Regions from separate parts of the Mus musculus genome. Here region 1 is linked to region 2. A link is a contact called in public HiChIP or PLAC-seq data. All regions are on one chromosome and are shown on one strand. The core of a region is the stretch at or near the end of the contact, and the rest is flanking DNA. Distances in the headings are between cores, read along the strand shown. Region 1 overlaps Armh3 (armadillo-like helical domain containing 3). Region 2 has its middle 7.8 kb from the start of Gm29595.

Region 1 (4,827 bases), core at 2,286-4,785, 670 kb before region 2:
CGTGTTGTAGTGTATATGTAGAGGTCAGAAGACAACTGGTGGGAGTCAGTTCTCCTTCCGCCATGGGGGTCCAACTCAGCTTGTCAGGCTTCCCTGCAGGTACCTTTCCTTGCTGAGCCATCTCCTGACTCTATTAGAGTGGATGGCGACCAGAGAAGAACATTTAGTGTCTTTACTATTTGCCAGCTGTGTTATTTTGGGCAAGTAAAATTCATATAAGATTATGACAGTGCTTATTCTATCTGATTATTGTAAAGAATAAATGCAGAGTATTTAAAGCACAGAGAGTAGTGCCAAGTGCATAGTAACTTCTCAGGAGTGTTATCTTAATGTATATCACCTCCCACAAGACCGAAGCAGCGCTCTGAGGATAAGGAGGACTAACTGAAGACTTCCACATCCAGGAATTAAAAGAGCAGCAGCGACGGCATGTGCTCTTCCGTCTCAGTGAAGGCTTTCGGGGAGACGGCTTCAAGAACACAGGCCTAAACGGGCAGCAGTGGCAAAGGCAGGTAGCTCTCTGAGTTGAGGCCAGTTTGGTCTACAAAGTGAGTTCCAGGGTGGCCAGGGCTACACAGAGCCCTGTCTTGACTCTCCTCCACCCCAAAGAAAACTAAGCAAAACAAAAACCCAACCCAAACAAACAAATAGAATCTGGATCTACTCTGTTTTCATTTTGAGGAAAGACTTGGAGTAACTGGCCATAACTGGATGGTTAGCTCAGTTGGTTACAGCATGGTGTGAATAGCCACAGAGACGGAGTGCGGATGACGTTCCATACTTGTTTACCAGTCTTTGGGCTGGAAGTAGGGGAATCTGTTTTCCATGCTAATAAGAGGACCTGTGCCGAGGAAGCCTGTGAAAGTAAGCTAAGTCCACGGGCTGGAGAGATGGGAGGTAGCTTGAAAAGGAAGAGTGGCAGAGGTTGCAAAGCCTGCATCTTCTTAGTGATGTGTGTGGTGGGTCTTGCAATAGACTAACTAAACATAACTAAAGATCTTCTTTCTTCAGTGTTAGGAATAGAACTCAGGCTCTCTTTGAAATGAGTCGTCTCTCTTGGGTGTTGAGTGAATGGGTCACAGCAAAATTGTCTCCTCTGAGAACCACTGACTTGGAATGATAAAAACGACCATGAAAAGTTGACTTTTTTTTTTTTTAAGACTTATTTAATGTGAGTACACTGTTGGTCTTTTCAGACACAACAGAAGAGGTAGGTCATTGGATCCCATTACAGATGGTTGTAAACTACCGTATGGTTGCTGGGATTTGAACTCAGGACCTCTGGAAGAGCAGTCAGTGCTCTTAACTGCTGAGCCATCTCTCCAGCCCCATCTTGTTTGTATTTTGAGACAGGCTCTTGACATGTAGCTCAGGCTGATCTTGATCTGGCAGTGACCCTCCTACTTCAGCCTTTTGAATGTTGCAGTTACAGACACGCCATGTAATCCCTGATGTTGTGCATACCTATGCCCATGTGTCATTTTTTGATGCAGGTCTCTCACTGAATGTGAGGTGGTTCAGCTCCCAGTATTGGGAGTATAGGTGCTCGAACTCATTATGTAGCTGAGGATGACTTGGAACACTTGTTGTTTTTTTTTTTTTTTGGTTTTTTTGAGACAGGGTTTCTCTGTATAGCCCTGGCTGTCCTGGAACTCACTTTGTAGACCAGGCTGGCCTCGAACTCAGAAATCTGCCTGCCTCTGCCTCTGCTGGGATTAAAGGCGTGCGCCACCATAGCCCGGCAACACTTGATTTTCTTGCCACCAATTAATGTTGGAATTACAAGCGTGTGCCAGGAGCCCAGTTTAGATGAGCCCTTCTTAAGCTTTATAGAATTTCTGGAATAGGGTTTGTTAATCTCATCATTCACTCTTGGCATAATGGGGTGGGTACTTCATTGTTGGAGAGGGTTTCCTGTGCATTGTAGAATGCTTAGCAATACCCCTGGTCTTTGGACTCTCTCCAGTAGATTCTATTGATATTTCTCTGGGTTAGGACAACCAGAAATGTCTCTAGACATTGACAAGTGTCTTCTGGGGCAGTTAGGATCCAGTGATCTGGAGTGATTGTTAAAAATGTAGGACTCGGGCTGGTGAGATGGCTCAGTGGGTAAGAGCACCCGACTGCTCTTCCGAAGGTCCAGAGTTCAAATCCCAGCAACCACATGGTGGCTCACAACCATCCGTAATGAGATCTGACTCCCTCTTCTGGAGTGTCTGAAGACAGCTACAGTGTACTTACATATAATCAATAAATAAATCTTTAAAAAAAAAAAATGTAGGACTCCCTCTTCAGCTGTGGATAGCCAGATAGACAGACTGTACCTCAATAGAGGAAAATGTAGACTCCTAGTCTTTATCTTAGCAGTCTGATTCAGTAGTGGGAAGGGTTAGGAGTCTATATAGTTAGGAGGTACTTTAGGGGAATCTAAATCAGGGAATCATCGCTCTGTAGTACTGAATGTACTCTCAGACCTGTACTTGAATTATTCCCCATTTCATCTTTCTCTTCTTGGTTTATAGTGTTTGATGTGAACTTGACACAAACTAGAGTTATTTGAAAGGCGGAAACCTTAATTGAGAAAATGCCTCCATAAGATCTAGTTGTAGGGCCCTTTCTCTCTCTCTCTCTCTCTCTCTCTCTCTCTCTCTCTCCCTCCCTCCCTCCTTCCCTTCCCTTCCCTTCCCTTCCCTTCCCTTCCCTTCCCTTCCCTTCCCTTCCCTTCCCTTCCCTTCCCTTCCCTTCCCTTCCCCCCTTCCCTTCCCCCTTCCCTTCCCCCTTCCCCCTTCCCCCTTCCCCCTTCCCCCTTCCCCCTTCCCCCTTCCCCCTTCCCTTCCCTTCCCCCTTCCCTTCCCTTCCCCCTTCCCTTCCCCCTTCCCCCTTCCCTTCCCCCTTCCCTTCTTCCCCCTTCCCTTCTTCCCCCTTCCCTTCTTCCCCCTTCCCTTCCCCCTTCCCTTCCCCCTTCCCTTCCCCCTTCCCTTCCCCCTTCCCTTCCCCCTTCCCTTCCCCCTTCCCTTCCCCCTTCCCTTCCCCCCTCCCTTCCCCCTTCCCTTCCCCCTTCCCTTCCCCCTTCCCTTCCCCCTTCCCTTCCTTCCTCCCTTCCTTCCTTCCTTCCTTCCTTCCCTCCTTCCCTCCTTCCCTCCTTCCCTCCTTCCTTCCTTCCTTCCTTCCTTCCTTCCTTCCTTCCTTCCTTCCTTCGTTTCTCTTCCCCCACCCTCACTCCCCTCTCCCCCAAGACAGGGTTTCTCTGTGTAGCCTGGTTGTCCTGGAACCCAGACCAGGCTGGCCTAGAACTCACAGAGATCCACCTGACTGCCTTTCCAGAGCTGGAATTAATGGTGTGTGCCACCATGCCCACCTGTAGGCTATTTTTTTAATTAGTGATTCTTTGGAGAGGACCCAGCCATTGTGGGTGGTGCCATCCTTGGGCTGGTGGTCCTGGGTTTTATAAGAAAGCAGGCTGAGCAAGCCATGTGAAACAAGCCAGTAAGCAGGTTCCCACTGTGGCCTCTGCATAGCTCCTGATGCAGGTTTCTGTTCTGCTTGAGTTCCTGTCCTGACTTCCTCAATGATGGACTGTGCAGTGTAAGCCAAATAAACCCTTTCCTCTCCAAGTTGCTTTTGGCCATGGAGTTTCATTACAGTGATAGTAACCCTAAGACAATGTCTTTCCATTTATAATCAAGTTTGGTGGATAATTATGCCCAGAGGACTAAATTTGCTCAATTAACATTGCAGCAGTGAGTTAGTTAGTTAGTTTGTTTTTGTTTCCAACTTGACACAAGCTAGGCTCATCTGAGAAGAGGGGACTTCAACTGATAGAATGCTTCCTTCAGATTGGCCTGTAGGCAAGTCTAGGGGACACTTTCTTGATTGATGGATGATTGGTGTGGAAAGGCCCAATCCACTGTGGTCTCCACTATCCTGGGCAGATGTCCCAGGCGCTATAACAAAGTAGGCTAAGCAAGCCATGGGAGCCTGTTAATGAGTATTGTTCTTTCATGATCCCTGCTTCAACTCCTGCCTCTAGGTTCCTGCCTTGAGTTTGTGCCCTGACTTAATGATGAACTATAAGCTGTAGGCTGACATAAACTCTTTCCTTCCCAAGATGCTTTTGGTCATAGTCTTTTTCACAGCAACAGAAGGCAACCTAAAACGTGCATAAAATTGGGCATAGTGGTGCATGCTTGTCATCTCAGCACCTGCATGGTGGAAGCAGGAGGATTAGCCGTTCATAGTTACCCACAGTTTGAGTCAGCCTGGGCTGTAAGAGATCCTGACTTAAAAAATAAGTTAGTGTGATGTCATCTTTTAAGTAATGTTTACAAGGGATTGGAGAGATGGCTCAGTGGTTAAGAGTACTTGTTGCAGCCAGGCATGGTGGCACATGCCTTTAGTCCCAGCACTTGGTAGGCAGAGGCAGGTGGATCTCTGTGTTCGAGGCCAGCCTGGTCTACAGAGTGAGTTCCAGGACAGCCAGGGCTACACAGAGAAACCCTGTCTCAACCCCTCTAACCCCCCAAAATTTTGCTTAACCCTTACTGACACCAGAGTGACGCATTCCTGGGATCTCAGAAGGTTTTCTTGTGCTTCTTTGCTACTGTCTCCCTGCTGCTGTCCCAGCTCTGTCACTGTAGATGAGTTTTGTCTTTTGATCTTACAGAAATGGAATCAGCAGGCTGTACTCTTCTATGTAGCATTTCTGTGAAGGTTAACTGCTGTTTCATGAATCACTTTTTACTTGTTTGTTTTTGTGTGATTTTTTTGTTTTGTTTTGTTTGTTTGTTTGTTTGTTTGTTTGCTTTGAGACAGGGTTTCTCTGTATAG
Region 2 (4,339 bases), core at 965-3,464:
TGACTTAGTGTAAATCCACTCAGATGGAGGAATTCTTTGATTCTGCAGAGGCTGAGCATGGGAAAGCCACTTGTAATCCCACAGCCTCCCAGACCTCCGCCTGCCACCTCCCCCACCACTGCCCTCAGAAACTGATCTGGGCTGGAGAGGAGAGAGAGGGGAGGGCTGCCCGAGGAGCCCAGGGCTGAGGGGAGTGGGAGCTGGCTGTTTGATACTGCCTAACACTGGCAGTCTTCTGAGGTTCGGGCCTGGTGCTGACTAGCAGACTCTGCCCCAGCACTTGGGCCTTTAGAGGGCTTCAGAGAGCACAGTGGGTCCTGACCAGCCCCCGGGCCCAAGAGTTATATTCCAAGAGGCTGGGCCTGGAGTAGTCAGAGCGACACAGCAAGTGGGCATCACTGACCTAATTACAGCTCAGCACAGCCCCATGGTCTGAACAGAGCAAGGGCCTCCTAAGCTGCTTTCTGCCTGTCTCCCAAAGCCCTGGCCACACTCTGAGTTCTCAGACTTTCCTGTCTTCCTTGTCTTTTCCTGGCATTCCAGAGTTTGGCTTCAATACCTCTCTCTGAGGTCCTGGGGTACCACATCTTATCTTCACCAAGCCTTAAAGAAATACTTCATAAAAGGAAGGGGCGGGTCCAACTGGCAAGAAAGACTCCTGCTTCTTTGGTTAATGTTGGTAGGTCACTAGGTGCTCCTACTGAGTAAATACACCTGATGGTATTACTAGGGAGTGTGGGGGCAGTAAGGGACTGTCTCAGCCTCGTAGACCCAGATATCGGGGAGTCCCCCAAGGTGAGAGGTGTGAAGGTTATCAGGAGGTTGAAGGGAAATCCAGAGGTTATTACCCTAGCCTCTCCTGTGATGACCTCATCCCAGCTCACACCCTTGTTGAGGCCTTCTGGGTCCTGGCCTAACTGGGCCTAAATAATTGAGAAGCCCATTACAGCCTTGCGGTTTCCTCACTGTCAAGTGTAAACGCTGCACTGGTCGGGTGGGGAGATGGGGCTAATTTGAATTGATAATAGGAAACGCAGGGAAAAGTCATCTATAGTGAGTGAGGAGAGAGCGATCCCCGAGCAGATGCTAAATCTTGTATAATGAAAGAATCTGCCGATGTCAATTATGTACGAGCGTCTTTGCAGTGGTTAGAGGCGGTGGGCGGGTGAGGGAGCGGAGGGCTGGGTGCATCCCATAAACCCAAACACCCATCAAAGGCTCATACATATGGAGCGGCGGAGATTACGGCATAAATTTGAATGTTATGAATGTACATGAGGGACAGACAGGAAGCCCACCTCATAAGGGTAGGAAAGGGACCGTTTTTGTTTTGTTTTGTTTTGTTTTGTGCATGTACAAGGGAGCTTTGTCCTCTGGGCTCCTTGGTTGTGTCTCTCCTGCATCCAGTTGTGTCCCGGATGAGAAAGAAAAGGATGTGGGAGCTGTGGACAAGGACGGGCCAGCTGTGCCTATGGGGCTCAGGCACAGGGAGTTTGGCTGTTGGGCCGTCCTTGACCCATTAAGAGAGCAAAATACCTCTGCTGTGAGCATAGCTTTCCCTCACGCCTGACCAACGTGGACAGCAACATCCATTAGAGAACAGGAGAGGCTCACCTTGACTCCCTTTTCTTGCAGCACTAGGAACTGAGCCCAGGACCTCCAACAACACACCAGTCAAGAACTCTACTACTGAGTTATCCTCCCAACCTCTAGTATGGGTAGAGGGATCCTGGAAGACAGCCCGGAGGAAGAAGTCACCATTTGCTACAGAGGGGACAAATGGCTCAGAATGGCAATTCAGGGCCCCCAGCTTTCTGTTTTTAGGTACGCGTTCACACTGCACACGGGGAGTGTGTGAGTGTGTACACACAAGTATACCCTGGACCAGGGCTCAGACCCCTCCATCGTTCCCAACCTGCAGCTGCTCCCAGAGCCGACTCTGTGATTTGTAGTGCAGGCCACCCAGGGACTTTAATCTTCACCGTGACAAATGCAATAAAAGGAACAATTTGGAGATCAGAGCTAAGGAAGACACATTTACAAACCCTTCCCCAAAGGTTGGATGGCGCTGTCACCATGTGATTTGTGCAGGAGATGGAGCAGGAAGGGGGGGAAAGGGGGAGTCGGGGAGCTGGAGAAAGCAGCTGGGCTGGGGAAGAGGAAGCACCCTGTCACTCCCCGCTCGCTGCCGGATCATGGTGGGCGGGGTTAAGCGAGATGGGGGAGGGCCAGACCAATGGGCAGCCACTGCCTCCTCCCCAGCATGATCAAGGAGCACAACTCAATTACCCCAGAAACGTGAAGCTTCAGAGATCCATCTCAGCAGTTCCAGGAGGGGGTAAGAAGAGAGGGGACAGTGGTTGAAGGAGAAAGACAGACTGGCAGAGAGGCACAGTGAAAAGGCATTGTAATGGAAAGCAACGGAGCCCCAACCCACCCCACAGAAGCCCCAGTCTGGGGAAGGAAAAAGGAGGGGTGTTCCCAGCCTATCATAAAGCCCTGGCAGGACTGGGCATAGAGCAAAATGCACAGTGAGATCCAATCTCTGACAAACTTTTGGGGCAGGCAGGCAGGCAGATCAGCTGGGAGCGCTATGGGATGAGGTCAGGCTGGGTCTGAGAACGAGGCTGGCTGGCAGATGAGGTGGTGGCAGCGGCAGGGACTAAGGGCCTTCTCCACATTTCCCTTTCTCTAGCTGTGAAATTGTGCTAGGTTAGATGATTGGGGAAATGTCTGCCTACCTTCCATCTTGGAATCTTGAACAAACGACAGATGACTCAGTGGGGAGAGATAAGGTCGGTCCACTCCCAACTCCCCAGCTGCCTTTCCAGCTGTGGTCATGCTGGTCACTGGCTGGCACAGGATTCTGGTCTGCTGAGGTTTCAACTCTACTAAGCCAAGGTCAGACCCCCAGTCCTGGCCACTCTGCCCAGTTCAGAGTTCAAAGTTCCTCCTTGGCTCTCTAAAACTTGATCATTCTTATGTCCCTCTTGGCCTCCAAGCAAGGCCACCTGTCCCAACCCCACTCCAGCCTTGAACCGGAGATGATCTCTGCCCCAAGGTCTAACTTCCAAGCCTTTTAGCTCCTAAACTATGTCAACAGCTGAAATGCCCTTGTCCTCTTCTCTCCTAACCTTCCTCCTCCACCTGTCTTTGATCTTCCCAAGGCCAATTTCCTATCAGACTGAGGGACCAGAGTCCCATGCCCGGGGGAGGGTGTGATTTCTAGGCTGAGGCATTTAGATCCTCCAAATCATCACTGCCCAATGCTGGCTGACACAGGACTGTCTTCCTCGTCATCTCCAGGGCCAGACCCAGTCCCTGTACCCAAGAAAGTGAGTCTGCCAAGTGTTTGGATAGGAGTGGAGAAGAAGAGACACCAGGGAAGATTGGGTATGTTCTACCTAAAAGTAGTCATCGTAGTGATGACCCAGGGAACACAGAGAAACTAAACCAGCCAGACTGGCTCTATGCAGGCTGATGTCACATTCGGCCCACAGTGATGAGAGCTGAGAGGTATAAAGAGCGGCAGGAGCTGCAGACAAAAGTGTGTTTTGCGTGGTGGCGCATGCCTTTAATCCCAGCACTGGGCAGAGGCAGGCGGATTTCTGAGTTCGAGGCCAGCCTAGTCTACAAAGTGAGTTCCAGGACAGCCAGAGCTATACAGAGAGACCCTGTCTCCAAAAAAAAAAAAAAAAAAAAAAAAAAAAAAAAAAAAAAGTGTTTTGGCTTGGTTTGCTTATTTATGTAAGAAATCACTGCTCAAGAATGAATGGAAGGGGTTGGGGATATGGCTTAGTGGTTAAGAGCACTGACTGCTCTTCCAAAGGTCCTGAGTTCAAATCCCAGCAACCACATGGTGGCTCACAACCATCTGTAATGAGATCTGACACCCTCTTCTGGAGTGCCTGAAGATTGCTACAATGTACTTGCACATAATAAATAAATAAATCTTTAAAAAAAAAAAAAAAAGAATGAACAGAAGGGGCAGGAGACTAAGTTGAAAACAGGCTAGCTTTCCCAAGGTATCTTTGCACCAGAGAAATGGGCTGCAAGTGTGAAAACTTCAGACCACGCGAGTGGCGAGTGCCTCCATATGGACTCCACAGTGGATAGAGGACCTGAAGGAACCTTGTGCTTATAGCTGGATGGGGCAGTTCCCATGGTCCTCTGCTGCCTCCCCCTGGAGAGGGCAGGAAGGGAGTTCTGCCCTCCTTCCAGCCGGATGCAGCTTGCTTTCTCTTCCTCATACCTGCCCCACCCAGCTCCTGGAGTTCAGACACTGGATTAAGGATCGCCAGAGAAGCAGACATGATTGAGATGAGAGGGCAGAAGGAAA

What was found. HiChIP or PLAC-seq counts read pairs in DNA pulled down with a chosen protein or histone mark.
Region 1: a contact with region 2 is called in an H3K4me3 HiChIP or PLAC-seq map of bone marrow-derived macrophages, with 5 times the contacts expected there. The contact joins two enhancer-like sites. A contact is called at or near these places in 3 of 115 datasets of contacts at active chromatin or transcription factors (bone marrow-derived macrophages, embryonic stem cells and large pre-B cells) and 1 of 9 other capture datasets (embryonic stem cells).

Annotation. Positions count from the first base shown.
Region 1 is chr19:45,983,284-45,988,110 of GRCm38.p6, reverse strand. The region is part of intron 1 of Armh3 (armadillo-like helical domain containing 3); the gene reads left to right. Among named protein-coding and RNA genes, the nearest start is that of 4930505N22Rik, 12 kb to the left of the region's middle. Within about 2 kb of position 3,535, at least 17 of the 459 cell types and tissues checked have an H3K27ac peak or open chromatin away from gene starts, as enhancers often do. A contact at or near this core is called in bone marrow-derived macrophages, where this site is marked.
Region 2 is chr19:45,308,971-45,313,309 of GRCm38.p6, reverse strand. No RefSeq gene overlaps it. Among named protein-coding and RNA genes, the nearest start is that of Gm29595, 7.8 kb to the right of the region's middle. Within about 2 kb of position 2,214, at least 115 of the 459 cell types and tissues checked have an H3K27ac peak or open chromatin away from gene starts, as enhancers often do. A contact at or near this core is called in bone marrow-derived macrophages, where this site is marked.